Regions from separate parts of the Sus scrofa genome. Here region 1 is linked to region 2. Evidence: chromatin contacts called from public Hi-C data. All regions are on one chromosome and are shown on one strand. The core of a region is the stretch at or near the end of the contact, and the rest is flanking DNA. Distances in the headings are between cores, read along the strand shown.

What was found. Hi-C and Micro-C count contacts between places; a contact is called where the count stands out from the background.
Region 1: a contact with region 2 is called in a Hi-C map of liver, with 7 times the contacts expected there. The contact joins two enhancer-like sites. A contact is called at or near these places in 2 of 47 Hi-C or Micro-C datasets (liver and skeletal muscle).

What each region holds. Positions count from the first base shown.
Region 1 is chr1:235,033,027-235,037,207 of Sscrofa11.1, reverse strand. No RefSeq gene overlaps it. Among named protein-coding and RNA genes, the nearest start is that of FAM205C, 650 kb to the left of the region's middle. Within about 2 kb of position 2,792, at least 20 of the 83 cell types and tissues checked have an H3K27ac peak or open chromatin away from gene starts, as enhancers often do. A contact at or near this core is called in liver, where this site is marked.
Region 2 is chr1:234,546,999-234,550,999 of Sscrofa11.1, reverse strand. The region is part of intron 3 of SPATA31D1 (spermatogenesis-associated protein 31D1); the gene reads right to left. Among named protein-coding and RNA genes, the nearest start is that of SPATA31D1, 180 kb to the right of the region's middle. Within about 2 kb of position 1,654, at least 5 of the 83 cell types and tissues checked have an H3K27ac peak or open chromatin away from gene starts, as enhancers often do. A contact at or near this core is called in liver, where this site is marked.

The DNA.
Region 1 (4,181 bases), core at 1,543-4,042, 490 kb before region 2:
ATGCAGGTGTATTTTTGATGTGTTCATGGAGGGAGTTGGGCTCCATGTCCTCTTACTCTGCTATCCTGATCCTCTCCTCTCTGCCATAAGTTATTCTGATCACTAGGCATTTCCTCTGATGACACTGACGTGTTTGGATCAAAGTGAGTGAAGGACTATACATATCTGGTTCTACATTTGAAAAAATAGGAAAGGAAGGCTTCACAATGTTAAAAAGTCTAGGGAAACATGAAACAACTAGGACCTGAAAAATGATTGTGAGAAGGTGAGAGAAAATTATAGATGAGTTTCTAGAACAGGGTGCTAAATCAACTTAGTCTCTCCCAAAATGTTTCTTGGGATAACTGTACCAGTAATGCAGGGTGAAACTTTTTCTTCCCCTTCTCATTCCTTTATTCTTTGGTTTCATGCTCCTAGACTCCCACATAAATGGGATTCAGGTTTCCATCTTAAAACTGTTGAAATAACTTTCTAGACCAGAGGTGGAGCTGTTCTTGCCTAGAGTGCTACATCAGCAAACCAGAACTTGGATAACTTTCATGCTTCTGTAAATGCTCCTCTTGACCAGAAATGCAGTATATCCAGTCAGGCGATCATCAAATCCCAAACCAACTCTTTGCCTTCTCACCCCAAATGAGGTTGACTATGTGGCCCCAGACAATCAGATATTTTCTATTTGTCTCTCTTTGTTCCTTATCTTTATCCTACTAAAGCCTCTTGCCTTCCACCCCATTTTGCACTTCTCCAGAAGGAGAGTATCCGCTTCATGAAGTGTTAAGTAAAGTTCGTATCACCTAAATTGTCTTATCTAATTATTTTTTAACAAGACAGAGGTGTTTTATCTAAGAAAATACTTTAAATATATTATAGGTTTCATTATGAGTTAAAAAATCTGTGTGAGAACCTATCTCCCATTTATAACACTCCTTCTACATAAAGCCCAGACTGAATTTCAAACAACTGATTTATAAATATACATTTGAAACACAATCCCCTTTTAAATAAAATATTATCTATTTGCCAAAGTGATTAGCCTCTCATGCGAACACTTGCCTGCCCCCATCCTGATGGTACATCCTGATGATACATGGAAATATGATAATCATACATTGCTATGGGAGGGGTGTCACATAGCGAAAAAGGATTGCCAGAGGAATGAAACCATTTATTTTTTCTAACTGGAAAATCCAAGTGACCTCACTCCCCAAGGATATCTTTTAGGGAACTATGAACAGATTTTGAAACCATATTCCAGCTGAGGGGAAAAAGAAAAAGAAAAAAGAAAAAACCAACAATGGAGTGAATGAAGATCTGGTTTCAAGATTTCAAAAAAAAAAAAAAAACAAACAAAAAAAAAAACAGCAAAAAACAATAGAGTCAGATCGATCAGGGAGAACTCTCATTGCAAGGAGAATAACTCAATTTAGGAAAACAGAATGATCCAGGCTGGGGGGCAGGGGGTTGCTTGCTCATCTTTAGCTCACAGAAGTTCTTGGCACTCAGTTTTCTTTAGCTTCAGCCACGACTTCACTATTACTACCTAAAGGTATCTCCAGGTTGGGTATTTCTGCTCACTCAGCAGTGCAGCCTGGGAATTAGAGAAGCTGGCACAGTGGTTTTGTGGTTGTGATTGAGACCAGTTAAAGCTTTGAAGGTATGCTTGCCTGTGATTTATTGCTTCCTGAAAGGTGTAATGCAGAATGCACCTTCCCTTCAACTCTTCTTGCTAGAAGGAGGCTTGAAAGATAGGGCAAAGAAAAAAATTTTTCATGTTTTTCAGTTTCTTGGAAAAATGTGTGTGTTGTCTCCCCTTGGGTATTTTTGTTTGGCATTTAATGGCACATTTTAAAGTCTTTGTTAAAACAAAGGTACAAAAAGACACAGGTTGGTAAAACCGACCTCTCATTTAGTTCAACAAATTCCTACTGAATGTGCTCGTGTTCTCCTAGGCAGTTGGATGTGTTAGGAGCGAGCACTGTTGCCAACAACTTGAACAATAACCTGGCATAACATCATGTATCTGCTGGACTAGCTGAGATCCAAATGATACAAAGGAAACTAGGCTGAAGTATGGGGCTTGCTGTACAAAAATAAATTCTGCCGAAGGAAAACAAAAGGGAACAGCCAGTATTTCTATGGGGAGAGGGTAAAAATCTCAGCTTATTAGTCAAAAGATTTTTTTTCTCCTGACAGGAAGGAAATGGTCTGCTGTCCTGTTGAGTGAGGCATACAATGAAGCTTCGTGGAAAAAGCATGGGATCTCTTTGTCATGAATTACACTAACCAACCTCAATCAAATTAGGAAACCACAAATGAGAGGAATTAACTTATAAGTGAGAAGGTCACCCCTTTACATAAAGGAATGATCTCTTACACTAACGTCTCAGTTTGGAAGACTCACTGAAACAGAAAGCAAGGCCCACCCTGTGGGTACTGTTTTGTTTGACTGATTTAAATGCAGTCATAGAAGTATAATGTCATAACTTTCCCTCTAGACAAACAGGTTCTTTATGCCACTGTTTCAGTCGAGAGAGCCAAATAATACCTTTTTTATTGCAGTATTTTTAGACATTGGATACATCTGGAAAAATATTCAAGCAGATAATTAGATTGCATTAGCAATGTGTCTGTTGTGGTTTCCCTGATCCCAGAGAAGGCAGCCCTTTATGAAGCACTTGGCCACAGTCTCCACAAAATCTACTGTGTAAATTGGCCCACACTAAAGCATGTGGAAAACATTTTTTGGCTGAAACTCGAAACCATTCATGTGGCTTTGAGACTGGGAAGCTCGGGCTGCCAACATCAATAGAACTTTGTACTACAAACCCAAATGGTCATTTAGACATGTGTACTTCTATGCTCACAAATGCACTGAGGTCAAATATTTTTTAATCTTGGGAATTTTTCCTCTTTATACAGCCTCATATTTCATGCAGGAAATGAGACTGAGTACAACAAACACAAATCATTGAGACTGACAGAGCATATTGGGTTCAAAACCCAAGCCTTGACTCTAATTGCTCTCCAAAGGCCCCTGGCTCAAGGTAACTGTTGATTTAGTTCAGCTGTTTTCAATCAGCACTGTAAGGTCTCACTAAGACAAACTGGTGAGGCCGCGTTACATTTGTACCCTGGATCCCTCGGGTATAAGTATAACACAGTTAGCATTTTAAAAAATTGCATTTGTCTGTACGCTGCAGGCAGTAATTACAAGCAGGCAAATCTTTTGTGAAAGATGGTGTGACCTTCCTTATGGTGAAAGAGTGATGATGGCTTCTAGTGGAGGAAAAATAATGTTTCCATTCAGAGTTCAGAGAGGAAGCCCGCCTCTTTTCAAATGGTTGCCAAACTTGACAGCCAGTTTGTTGTTGTGTTGTGGTGAATATCAAAGTAATTTATTGCTTGAGGGGGGCTGATTTCTTGGTATTACTTAACTGTTGAAGGATTTTCAAAAGCATATGGTCCTGGACTCACAGAGAAGTGATTGCTAAACTGTATAGAAATGCTCTTCACCAAATGTCTTAGTTCATTTATCCTTAATTTTCCTATGCAGCCTATAAGTAGTAAAAAAATTTAAAGATCTGAATATGCATTTTTCTGCTTGGAACAATGTTCTCAATATGCTGCTGACTTTAAAGTTGCAGAGTGGACTTTAAAATGAAAATATTGGGACTATCCAGCTATGGAACTGAATTTAAATACGGGAATCAACTGGGCGGACTAAAGATTGCGATCGAGGATAGACTGTGTTGCTAACGGTGCCCAGGAGAGCTCAGTTTCATATGTAGTTAATAGCTTCCCAAGGACTGATAGACTGCTGGGAGACCAAAGAATTTTTATTATTTCAATGAGTTTCTGGTTACAAATCTATAACTTAATTTCTCTGTGTGTATATATATGTATACACTACACACACACACACACACACACACACACACACACACACACAAGGCTTCTCCAGCACATGGCAGAGTGGTAGGTACACAGTAGGTGCTAAATAAATATTCATTGAGTGACTGACATTAATGGAACAAATGCAATTCAGGTATATATTTAAAATATAGGAGTTGCCATCATAGCTCAACAATAAATCTAACTAGCATCCATGAGGACACAGGTTCAATCCCTGTCCTCACTCAGTGGGTTAAGGACCCAGTGTTGCCTAGGTCGCAGATGAGGCT
Region 2 (4,001 bases), core at 405-2,904:
CATCACAGTATTGGACAGAGTAGTTTCACTGCCCTAAAATCCTCTGTGCTCTGCCTATTCACTGCATCTTCCACACCAATCACTGGAAACCACTCACCTTTTTATTGTCCCCAGAATTTGGCCTTTTTCAGAATATCAGATAGTTGAAATCATACAGTGTGTAGCCTTTTAATATTGGCTTCTTTCATTTAGAAACATGCAATTAAAGTTACTGAATGTATTTTCATGGCTTAATAGCGCATATCTCTTTAGCACTGAATACTGGTCCATTGCCTGGATGGACCACAGCTGATTTATCCATTCACCTTGGACATCTTGTTTGCTTCACAGTTTTGGAACCTATGAATAAAGCTCCTATAAACTCATTTTTTTAAATACCACATTATTGAGATATAACTCACATACCATACAATTCACCCATTAAAAGTGGCTTTTAATGGCTTTTAGTATATTCACAATGTTGTGCATCTATCACTACATTCAATTTTAAAATATTTGCATCACTCTAAAAAAGAAACTCTGTCCCCTTAGACTTCACCCTTCAATCTCATCATTATCCCCAGCCCTAGGTTATCATTAATGTACTTTCTCTACAGATTTGCCAACTCTGGAATTCATATGAATGGAACTATCCACTATGTGGCCTTTTGTATTTGGCTTCTTTCACTTAGCATAACGTTTTCAGGGTTCGTCCATGTTATAACATGCATCTGTACTTCATGTCTTTCATGGCAAGTAATACTCCATTGTGTGGATATACCACATTTTGTTTATACATTGATCAGCTGATGAACATTTGGGTTGTTTCTACTTTTGGCTATTATGAATAAAGCTGCTAAGAATACTTACGTACATATTTTGGTGCAGACATACGCTTCCATCTCTTGCTCATTCATTTTCACAATAACTTAAAAGTTACACTTTGTCTAAGCTTGTTGTTTTCTGAGACTTCTGGTAACAAGACCATATCAGACTCCCTATGAAATTACATCTTTGGGGTCTAAATGCAATTTTTATCAAATTCCGGGTGCATCAATTTCCCCTCCTGCCAACACTCTTGAAATTAGCCTTTGAATCAGCAGGAATGATGGTGATGCATAATGTTTAACATTTTAAAGTAATTAATGCCTTATGTTCTCAAGGGTCTATTCTTAGAAAAGGGTGTGGGAAGAGGAAATGCAATCCAGCCAAAGTGAAACATGAGCAAACCTGTAACATATATAAAGTGCATATCTGATCACACTAAAGCATCAGGCATGTGTCTGAGGATGAGAGTAGCCAAAAAGTAGGCTAAAAAAAGAAGGGATCTCAATTGTGAAAGACTTTGAATGACAGTTTAAGAACCTTGAACTTTCTACCAAGGCAGTGGGAAGCTAAGGTTTTCGTAATGAGAAGAATGGCATGCCCAGATCTCTGTTTGGGAAAGATGTCTGGCAAGCTGGTTGAGAGTGAGGGGGAAATATGCAGATTAATCACTGTATCACATAGAACTCTTTTTGCCGATAATAGAAAACCTGATGAATTCTACCTTAAGCAAAGCATTTTAATTTATTGGCTTCTATTTCTCCACAAGACAGGAGAAGATTCAGCTTCTGGCTCACCATCTCTTGGTTGTGCTTTCTTGGTGTTGACTCATTCTTAAGCCACATCTCTCGTAGTCCCAAGATGGCATCCAGCCAGGACAAACAGAATTGTTGCCACAGTTTCTCAACTAAAGTCCCAATATTCAACTAACTGGAAACAGCTCAGGCCATAAAAACACCCCTAAAATAATTACTGGGAACCAGAGGATATTACTGGCCTAGTTTAAACCAGTGCTACTCAAAGTGTGGTCCATGGATCAGTGGCTGTTTCCATATTTTTGTCATCAACTGCAACAAGATAAGTATAGAAATTAAAGATGATTAGAAACTTTTGTTACAATTTGACAGATTAATTAAATCTAATAATAAAAAATTGAGGCCTGTATTTTGTGGGCCACTGTGCCATTTTTCCAGCAATTCATTTTTATAATACTTTGTGCAAGTGCCAGCCCACAAAGGATGGAGGTGTGGGAGAGGAAGCAAAATGGTCCTTCACTGTAGACAGTTTGAGAAACTGTAGTCGCATGTACATGCTCCACTATGAAGCCTGGGGTGAGTCAGCCGTCTGGAAGTACACAGAGAGACTTTGGAGAGATTCTTCCCTCTTGCCACAAAAGAGGGCAAAAACAAATGTCCATTATAATCATGGGATCTTATTTGGAGAGAAGGACACTTCCAGAATTACTTTAGCTCTCTTATTTTCTCACGCCTTTTTCTACATTGACCTACCCTTATTCAGAGTTGCTAGTAAGACTTTACTCTTTGTAAGCCTTGGATATGGCCCTTTTAATAGGCTAAACATTACATGGGCATTCACCTACTCTGCCCACTGGAACTTTTATTACTAAAATCAAAGCATTCGAATGGCTCTCTTAAGCCATTAAGAGAAAAACAACTTTGAGCTAGACTAACACAAGGTAATTACTAAGCTGAGCCAAATTCCTTTGCCATGCTCTTGGCACTGAGGTATGGAAACTCTAGAGCCCTATAAGAGGTCTGAAGGAAAAAAAAAAATGTTTAAGACAAATTTTAGGGATCTAAGTTTCTCATTAAAAATACATTTTAGAAAATTGTTTTAAGTTAACTTGCTAGGGCAGTTGTATGGCAAGGAAACGTGCAGCAGTTTGGCAAATTGCAGCTTTCACACTTTTCTTTTAAAATAAAATGGAAATAATAAAAACACAATTAAAAATAAAATTAAAAAAACATAATCTGAAAGAGTATTTTGATTCTTTTTCTAATTAAAGCTCTGCAATTAAAGTTTTGCTGGAGAGCAACCTGTGTCTTTAATCCCACAAAGGGCTAGTACATGCACAGGACTTGAACTGTCTGCTAACGTCAGAGCTGGAAGTGACCTTGAGACCTTTCTAGCCTGGTCTTCTCATTTTACAAATTGGAAACTGAGGCCAGAGCAGGATTATTTCTTTTTTCCTTAATTCTGTCTTTTGTGTGTGTCTACATGTACACACGTGTGTATGTGTATGTGTGTGTTTTGTCTCAGAAGGCTTGGAAACTTGATGTCTGCACATAATTTGGACACTGAATATGGGACTGTTTTCTTTCGAGTATGAAGATAAGGACTCAACACCAAATTTTATCCAGTACTACCTTGAAACCTGCAATCTTCACCTGAGTGAACTTCACAAACAATTGACATAGTAATGCTTTTCTGTGACAACTGGATGGAAATGTAGTGTATACCTTCTGCAATAAAATAGACTGAATGGATAATTTCAGTCTTCTTTGATGACCCCAGCTTAGTCTAGTAAACAGCTGTGGTATTCCAGGGGAGCAGGTGTACACAGTCTAGGACATGGATTCAAATGTGCATTGATTCCAGCAGTGCCCCCTATACCTGCTATCTTAAAAAAAAAAAAAAAAAAAAAACCATTACCTGTATTTTAGGAGTTTACTTCTTTTTCATGTAAACACAATGATTGTTAATCAAATAAAAATACACAGTGCAAAACTGACCTATGACAGAATACCCTTTAACAGGTCATGGAGCTACCCTGAGAGTTAATGTAGTTTGGATCACTTTTATCCCCTGGGGCAGGGGGTTGGGTGGTGAGGGAATGACCTGTAGGACATAGAACAGAACTAACATTTGGTGGGTACTTAATTTGTGCCCCAAACTTTCACTCACCTCATCTCTTACCTATTCTATAAGAAAAGAAATATTTACCTCACTTAAAAGATACTAAGACTGAGCCCCGGGAAGACTGAATAACTTGTCCAAGGCCACAAGAGCTAAAAAGTGACAAAGTAAGGTTTGAACCAACCCAGGAGTGCATCTTCAGTTTTATGATGCTGTCTCAGAGAGTAGACCCACTGGGTATTGATTCCTGACCCTTCATTATCAAACCAGCAGCTATATTTTGCTATATAAAAAAACACCTCAAAACTTAGTGGCTTAAA